2 separate regions of the Mus musculus genome follow, and region 1 is linked to region 2. The links are chromatin contacts, called in public promoter capture Hi-C maps. All regions are on one chromosome and are shown on one strand. Each heading gives the region's core, a stretch centred on a gene start, on an enhancer-like site or on the middle of the called end of the contact. The rest is flanking DNA. Distances are from core to core; before and after follow the strand shown. Region 1 has its middle 23 kb from the start of Caprin2. Region 2 holds the start of Rep15 (RAB15 effector protein).

What was found. Promoter capture Hi-C pulls out the DNA fragments that hold promoters and counts their contacts.
Region 1: a contact with region 2 is called in a promoter capture Hi-C map of embryonic stem cells, with 2.6 times the contacts expected there. The contact joins the enhancer-like site here to the promoter of Rep15 in region 2. A contact is called at or near these places in 5 of 39 promoter capture datasets (embryonic stem cells, hippocampal neurons, liver and 1 more), 1 of 115 datasets of contacts at active chromatin or transcription factors (astrocytes) and 1 of 9 other capture datasets (liver).

What each region holds. Positions count from the first base shown.
Region 1 is chr6:148,917,745-148,920,579 of GRCm38.p6, reverse strand. No RefSeq gene overlaps it. Among named protein-coding and RNA genes, the nearest start is that of Caprin2, 23 kb to the right of the region's middle. Within about 2 kb of position 1,534, at least 6 of the 459 cell types and tissues checked have an H3K27ac peak or open chromatin away from gene starts, as enhancers often do. A contact at or near this core is called in embryonic stem cells, where this site is marked.
Region 2 is chr6:147,030,877-147,033,839 of GRCm38.p6, reverse strand. Rep15 (RAB15 effector protein) reads right to left here and starts at 1,303. Exons shown (of 1, transcript NM_025620.2): 1 at 322-1,303. The coding sequence starts at 1,175. The coding sequence ends at 483. It overlaps Ppfibp1 (PTPRF interacting protein, binding protein 1 (liprin beta 1)), which reads right to left. Exons shown (of 31, transcript NM_001355728.1): 31 at 1,815-2,963.

The DNA.
Region 1 (2,835 bases), core at 285-2,784, 1.9 Mb before region 2:
TTTTGATGAGCAGGGGTTTGGGTAGAAAAGTCTTCAGACTCTAGGATAAGTGGATATGGTAGCTACATACAAAGGACTTTGTGTAGTGGTTTTAACATGAATGGAATGTCCATGACAAGGGTTGCTTATCTGTGGGGAGAGTTAGACCGGGACTTTTGTGTGAAACAACTTTACAGAATTATGAGGAACTGAAATGAAATCAAACATGGAAGTTTTAAACAAAATTTTTGAGACAGTTATGTATCCAGGCTGGCCTCAGTAATCACTGTTGGGCAGGTAAGATGGCTTTGGCTATGTGCCTGCCAAGCCTGACAATCTGGAATTTGGTCTCTAGAACCCACAAGGTAGGAGAAAACTAGCTCCCACCATTTTCCTCAGACCTTTTCACATGTGCTGTGGCACAATCAAGATTGCTTTTTCCTTTGTCTTTAGTGTGCCTAGAGTCAGGGTGCTTTTATATACAAAATATGTTTCTCAGACTTCATATTCCAGTTTCTGTGAGCTGGGAAGCTTGTATATAGACTGTTTGCTTCTGTCCTTCCAGTGCCAGGAGTCAGAATGTCAAGGTGAGAACTGAAGCAGAGACCATAGAGGAGAGCTGCCGACTGTTTGTTTGCTTTTCATGGTTCTACAACCTGGGACTAATTCCCCAGTGAGCTGGGCCCTCCCACATCAATCATTAGTCGGGAAAACGTGCCACATATTACAGAGGCTGCCTTAGTTATTCTGTTGGTGTGAGAGACACCATGACCAAGGCACCTCTGATAAAGCATTTAGTTGAGAGCTTGCTCACAGTTTCAGAGGGTTACTTTGTTATCATGGCAGGCATGGTGCTTGCAAGTAGCTGAGGGCTTTACATTCTTACCAGAAGTCAGTGGACAGTAAAGCAACTTAGCCTGGGCTTTTGAAACCTCAAAGCGCACCATCTCCAACATGTCCTAACCCTTTCCAACAGCTGACCAACTGGAAACGAGGATTCAAATACATGAACCTATGAGGCCATTCTTATTTAAACCAACACAGAGGCATTTAGATTCTCTTCCCTGAGAAGTCTAGGTTTGTGAAATTGGCAAACCAACTAGGACAAACTGAACCAACACACTAGCATTTTGATCTATGATGCTACCACTGATTACAGAAGTAGGAAGGTGGATCTGTTCTGAAACACCCATGAGCCAAGTGATCAAACACTGATCAAAAGTCCTGTAAAGTTCAGTCTTAATTACATTTTTGTACCATGTCCAGAGAAACTTACAAAAGAAAGCATTTAATTGGGATCTTGCCTAACAGTTTCAGAAGGAAATGTCAATGACCATTGTGGGAGCTTGACAGCAGGCAGTCAGGCATGAAGCTGAATCAAGCTGAAAGCTTTCAGATTGAGACAATCATGAGAGAGACACAACCCAGAGGTAGAGAAAGCTGGGTGGGCTTTTGATTCCTCAAAGCCTAGTTCCAGTAACATACCTTCAACAAGCCCACACCTAATCCTCCCCATACTTTTACAAGCTGCAGCCCAAACATTGAAACAAATATATGAGCCTTTGAGAGCCATTCTTATCCAAATCACCACTATTCTTAAACAAACCTGCAGCTGAGTGGAAGTGTAAAGAGTTTAACTTGAATAAAGCCTGCTTTTCTGATTCCTGTTTGCTTTCTTTTTCTTCAAAACAGGGTTTCTGTATAGGCCTCAGTCCTGAAACTCATTCTGTACACCAGGCTGGCCTGGGACTCAGAGGCTCACCTTCTTCTTCCTACTGAGTGGTGGGATTAAAGGGGTGTGCCACCTCATCAGGCAATGTTTGCTTGCTTTTTATTTATTTTATGTATATGATACACTGTAGCTGTACAAATGGTTGTGAACCACTATGTGGTTCCTGGGAATTGAACTCAGGACCTCTGCTCACTCCGGGCCCACTTGCTGTGGCCCAAAGTACACTGTAGCTGTCTTCAGACACACCAGAAGAGGGCATCAGATCTCATTACAGATGGTTGTGAGCCACTGTGGTTGCTGGGATTTGAACTCGGGACCTTCGGAAGAGCAGTCAGTACTCTTAACAGCTGAGCCATCTCTCCAGCCTGCTTGCTTGCTTTTTAAATTATTTATTTATTCTTAAATTTGTGTACGTTGGTGTTCCTTCCTCTGGAAAAGGAAAGCAACCAGGGACCTTAACTCTCCAGCCCACATTTGTTTACTCTGTAAACTAGCTTGATGGTCCAGCAGCCAGTGCCTCTTTAATCCAGAAAAGTTTTCTGCTTCCTGCAAAGGCTGGTCATGGAAGATGAGTTTACCTGTTTGTGTGTGGTTCATGTGTACGCCTTTAGTGTTTGAAACAAGATCTCTTACTAAAGCTGTGGCATAACTAGAAACACCAGGGACCCCCTCCTGCCTCCACTACTGAGATTACAGCTGTGCCCCAACATGACTGGATACAAGGGATCTGAACTTTGGTCCTCGCCTTACTAGACAGCAGCACTCTTCCAGCTGATCCAGAAAACCCCAGTTTTGTTTTTAATGCCAGTTTGAAATGTATTATAAAAGATGGGGGCAGGAAGATCACAATTCTAGACCACCTGAGGTATATGAAATCCTGGGTTAAAAACAGCTTCAAAACAGCCAGAACTTAGTGCCAGCTGTCAATGTCATGCTGAAGTTCTCCAGGCACCCGTAGTCCAGTGTCCATATTGATCCAGCATCCTGATGCCTGGCAGTTTTTGTGTGATGTTTAATGAACTGGGACTGGAAAAGGAAGAGACAGCCAAGTTGGATCAAAGGTAGGAGTTTCATGGGCTCATTCATGAAAGAAAGGAGCCAGAGGGTCCTATTGGATAATTTCT
Region 2 (2,963 bases), core at 54-2,553:
ACACCCAGTTGAACCCTATGTTAAATACTTTGAAAGTCCTTTATTTGTGGAGTTGCTGGGAAGAAGCAATTGTGGAGGGAGGGCTCAGAAGGTCAGCAGTGGGAAGTTTTCTTTAGGAGTCCTGAACCAAAACTGACATCCCCACCACACCTCATGAACAGTTGCTCTCCTTACAACAGCAGTAACATTTTAAGCTTGTGACTATGAGATGAGTTCAAAGACAACTTTTTTTTCCAAATCAAACTTTATGTATAATTTATCATTTTCTCTTCCAATTTTTAGTTTTGAATAAACAAAACCCAAAGTAAAATTTCCCAAGACACAGCAACAGCTATTTTTTTTTTCTTTTCTTTTCCGTAACTGGGACACTAGCAAGTTTTAACCCAGGGATCACTTTCAGTCAATGTAGGGGGTGGATAGCCCTGTGTTGGGGATTGTCCTCCTGTTCTGTCTCACAGGCCAGTCACAGCAACATGCCCAGTTTAGAGGATGCGGATGTAAACTCTGCCCATGTCACTCAGCCCATCTCTTTTACTCAGACAGTTCCCTAGCAGCTCTTTGATGGAGATACAGTCCTTTGTTTCCAGCACAAACTGCTCCACAGCCTTTCGTCCTGGCAGCTGGCTCTCCATCATCCCGTTTCTGACACTCTCCAGGACAACGCCTCTGATAGCCTTAGGTTCTCCAGGCACACCGAAGATGATAAACAGACCCAGACAGTCCTCTCCTACCAAGTTACAGAACTCTTGCAGCTTGTCAAATCTGCCTTTTTTCCAAGACTCCTCTCCCCTTGACTCACAGGATTTTGGGTCCGTCAGAGGGAGCGAAGCCATCCTCAGAGTCTGCACTGCCACCTGAAGCCGTATTTGCTTATCAGGTCCCCAGAAGGTCCAAATCCAGTCTGCTCCAAACAGCCAGGCCTGGTGCTTGGTCATCTTGGTGGTGGTGAGCCACTCATCCGCTCCCCTTTCCTGGCAGAAGGTAACGAAGTGGACGAGGAAGACCTCAGTCAGTGAACTCGCTGCAAGGCAGAGTCTGCTCAGCGGATACTCAAACCCGAGGTACTCCTTCAGCTTCTGCGCTGCATGGGAAATAGCCGCACTGACCACCTCACACATGGCAAGAACCTCCTGGCTGTCCTTCGGAGCTACCTGCTGTGAAGCCTTTTGTCCCATTTTCTCACACCCAGTAAATGCTGCTTCTAGCTATTCAGCATGTGAATGTCACCGGGAACTGCCTCTTTCTCATAGATTTTCTTCAGCAAAGCCACATCTGTTAAAGCCACCACCAGCTTCCTAATGCCACAGCTTCCTTGATGTGGCTAGCCATATAGACCCGAGGCTAGACAAACATGTGAGGGAGGGCCCCGTTTGTCAACTGGGTGTGTTGTGCTCACAGATTCCTGATGCTTGCCAAGTGACAAATGACAATTTCACACAAAACACCTGCTCTACTCCAGGTTATGTACAGGCTACATTTGATCTCTTCCTGGATGTGGCTCCTGTTTCTAAAAACTAGTCAAAATAAAACCAGCACGTGAATGTATGGGTTAGACTCCTACATTCTCCAACCAATGTCTCTAAGCTTGTGTCTCTTCTGTTTCCCTTTTTTGACGCATCTGTTCTGACCCTTCCTTCCCCAGGCAGGTTGCTGGCATTTCCTTTTATATGTACTTCTTAAGCAGAGATCTCAATTTGTCTGATTCAAAAAAACTCAATCAAACGTGCAAGTTTACAAACAAAAATCAGTTACTGTTTCCACCAGAAATGAAGACTTTGTTTTTCTGAACAAAGAAACAATGACAAATACACAAGGCAATTATCAATTGACTTTATTTCCTCTCATAAGGTAATGCAAACTTTGCATAATACTTTTGTAAATAAAATATATAATCAAAAGTTTTTAACTTTATCACATATCATCAGTTGTTACATTGTCCTTGATAAAGAATATTTGGCATCTGTAACAGTCTGCTGGTATTTTAACCAGGTTCTAATAACAAACTGAGCTTTCAAATGGTGGTATTTATTCATGTTAAACTAAAACCCCAATACAGGAAGAAGCCAATATTGTCATGAAATCATGAATGGGAGCATGTTAGCATCTGATAATTTAATTAGAAATAACCAGCAGTGTTACAAGGTTCACAATGAACAGCTTTATAACCTGCAGAGCATAAAAACGGCATACTGCTGACATTTGGAAATAGCTATCACCAGATCTATCACTGTAAAGTGACCTGTCCACCTGTCCCCCAGTGTCTAAGCTCCTGTCCAGAACACAGGGGATCTCATTTAGAGTAGCCCTGAATGAAAAGTAGATTGTCTCCAACCCTGCTGAAAACACTCATAGACACATACCACTCAACAGCTGCTTTGTAGCTTTCTATTTTCTTTACAAAAAGCCTTTGGGCCCTGTGTGACAGAAAACATGAGCAACCTGCTGTTGGACAGGATAGCCATTAGAAAATGTTCTACAGCTTTAAAATATTTGGGTTCTGATTGAAATAATACGAAGCCCCATCAGCTGACAGTCTGAGTGTAAGGTACAATCGACATGGCTAGGCAGGACTCCTTAGTTCAACATAATGATGAGTTTAGCAAAGGGAAAAAAAAAGAAACTTAAGATGTAAAGGTTCTGTTTGTTTTTTTTGTTTTTCCAAAGTTATTCTAACAAAAACTTTTCTGATGGGTATATGAGTGCATCCAAAGGCTTCAAGTTGATGTGGTAATACCCTAAAATTCTTCATTATAAAGCAAATGGAGTCAAGATTAAAGTCCAAGCTCCAAACTGCTCAGCAATTTTTGTGGGAGCCAAAGAAGTTTATCAAGTAGAATTTAGCCTGAATGGTAACACTGTTAAAATTCAGCAGTGGAAAAAAAATGGGACTCTGGTATCTTCAGGAATCAGCTGGTATATGATCATTGAAATATTGGGGTTTCTTCGTTTTAATATGATCTTTT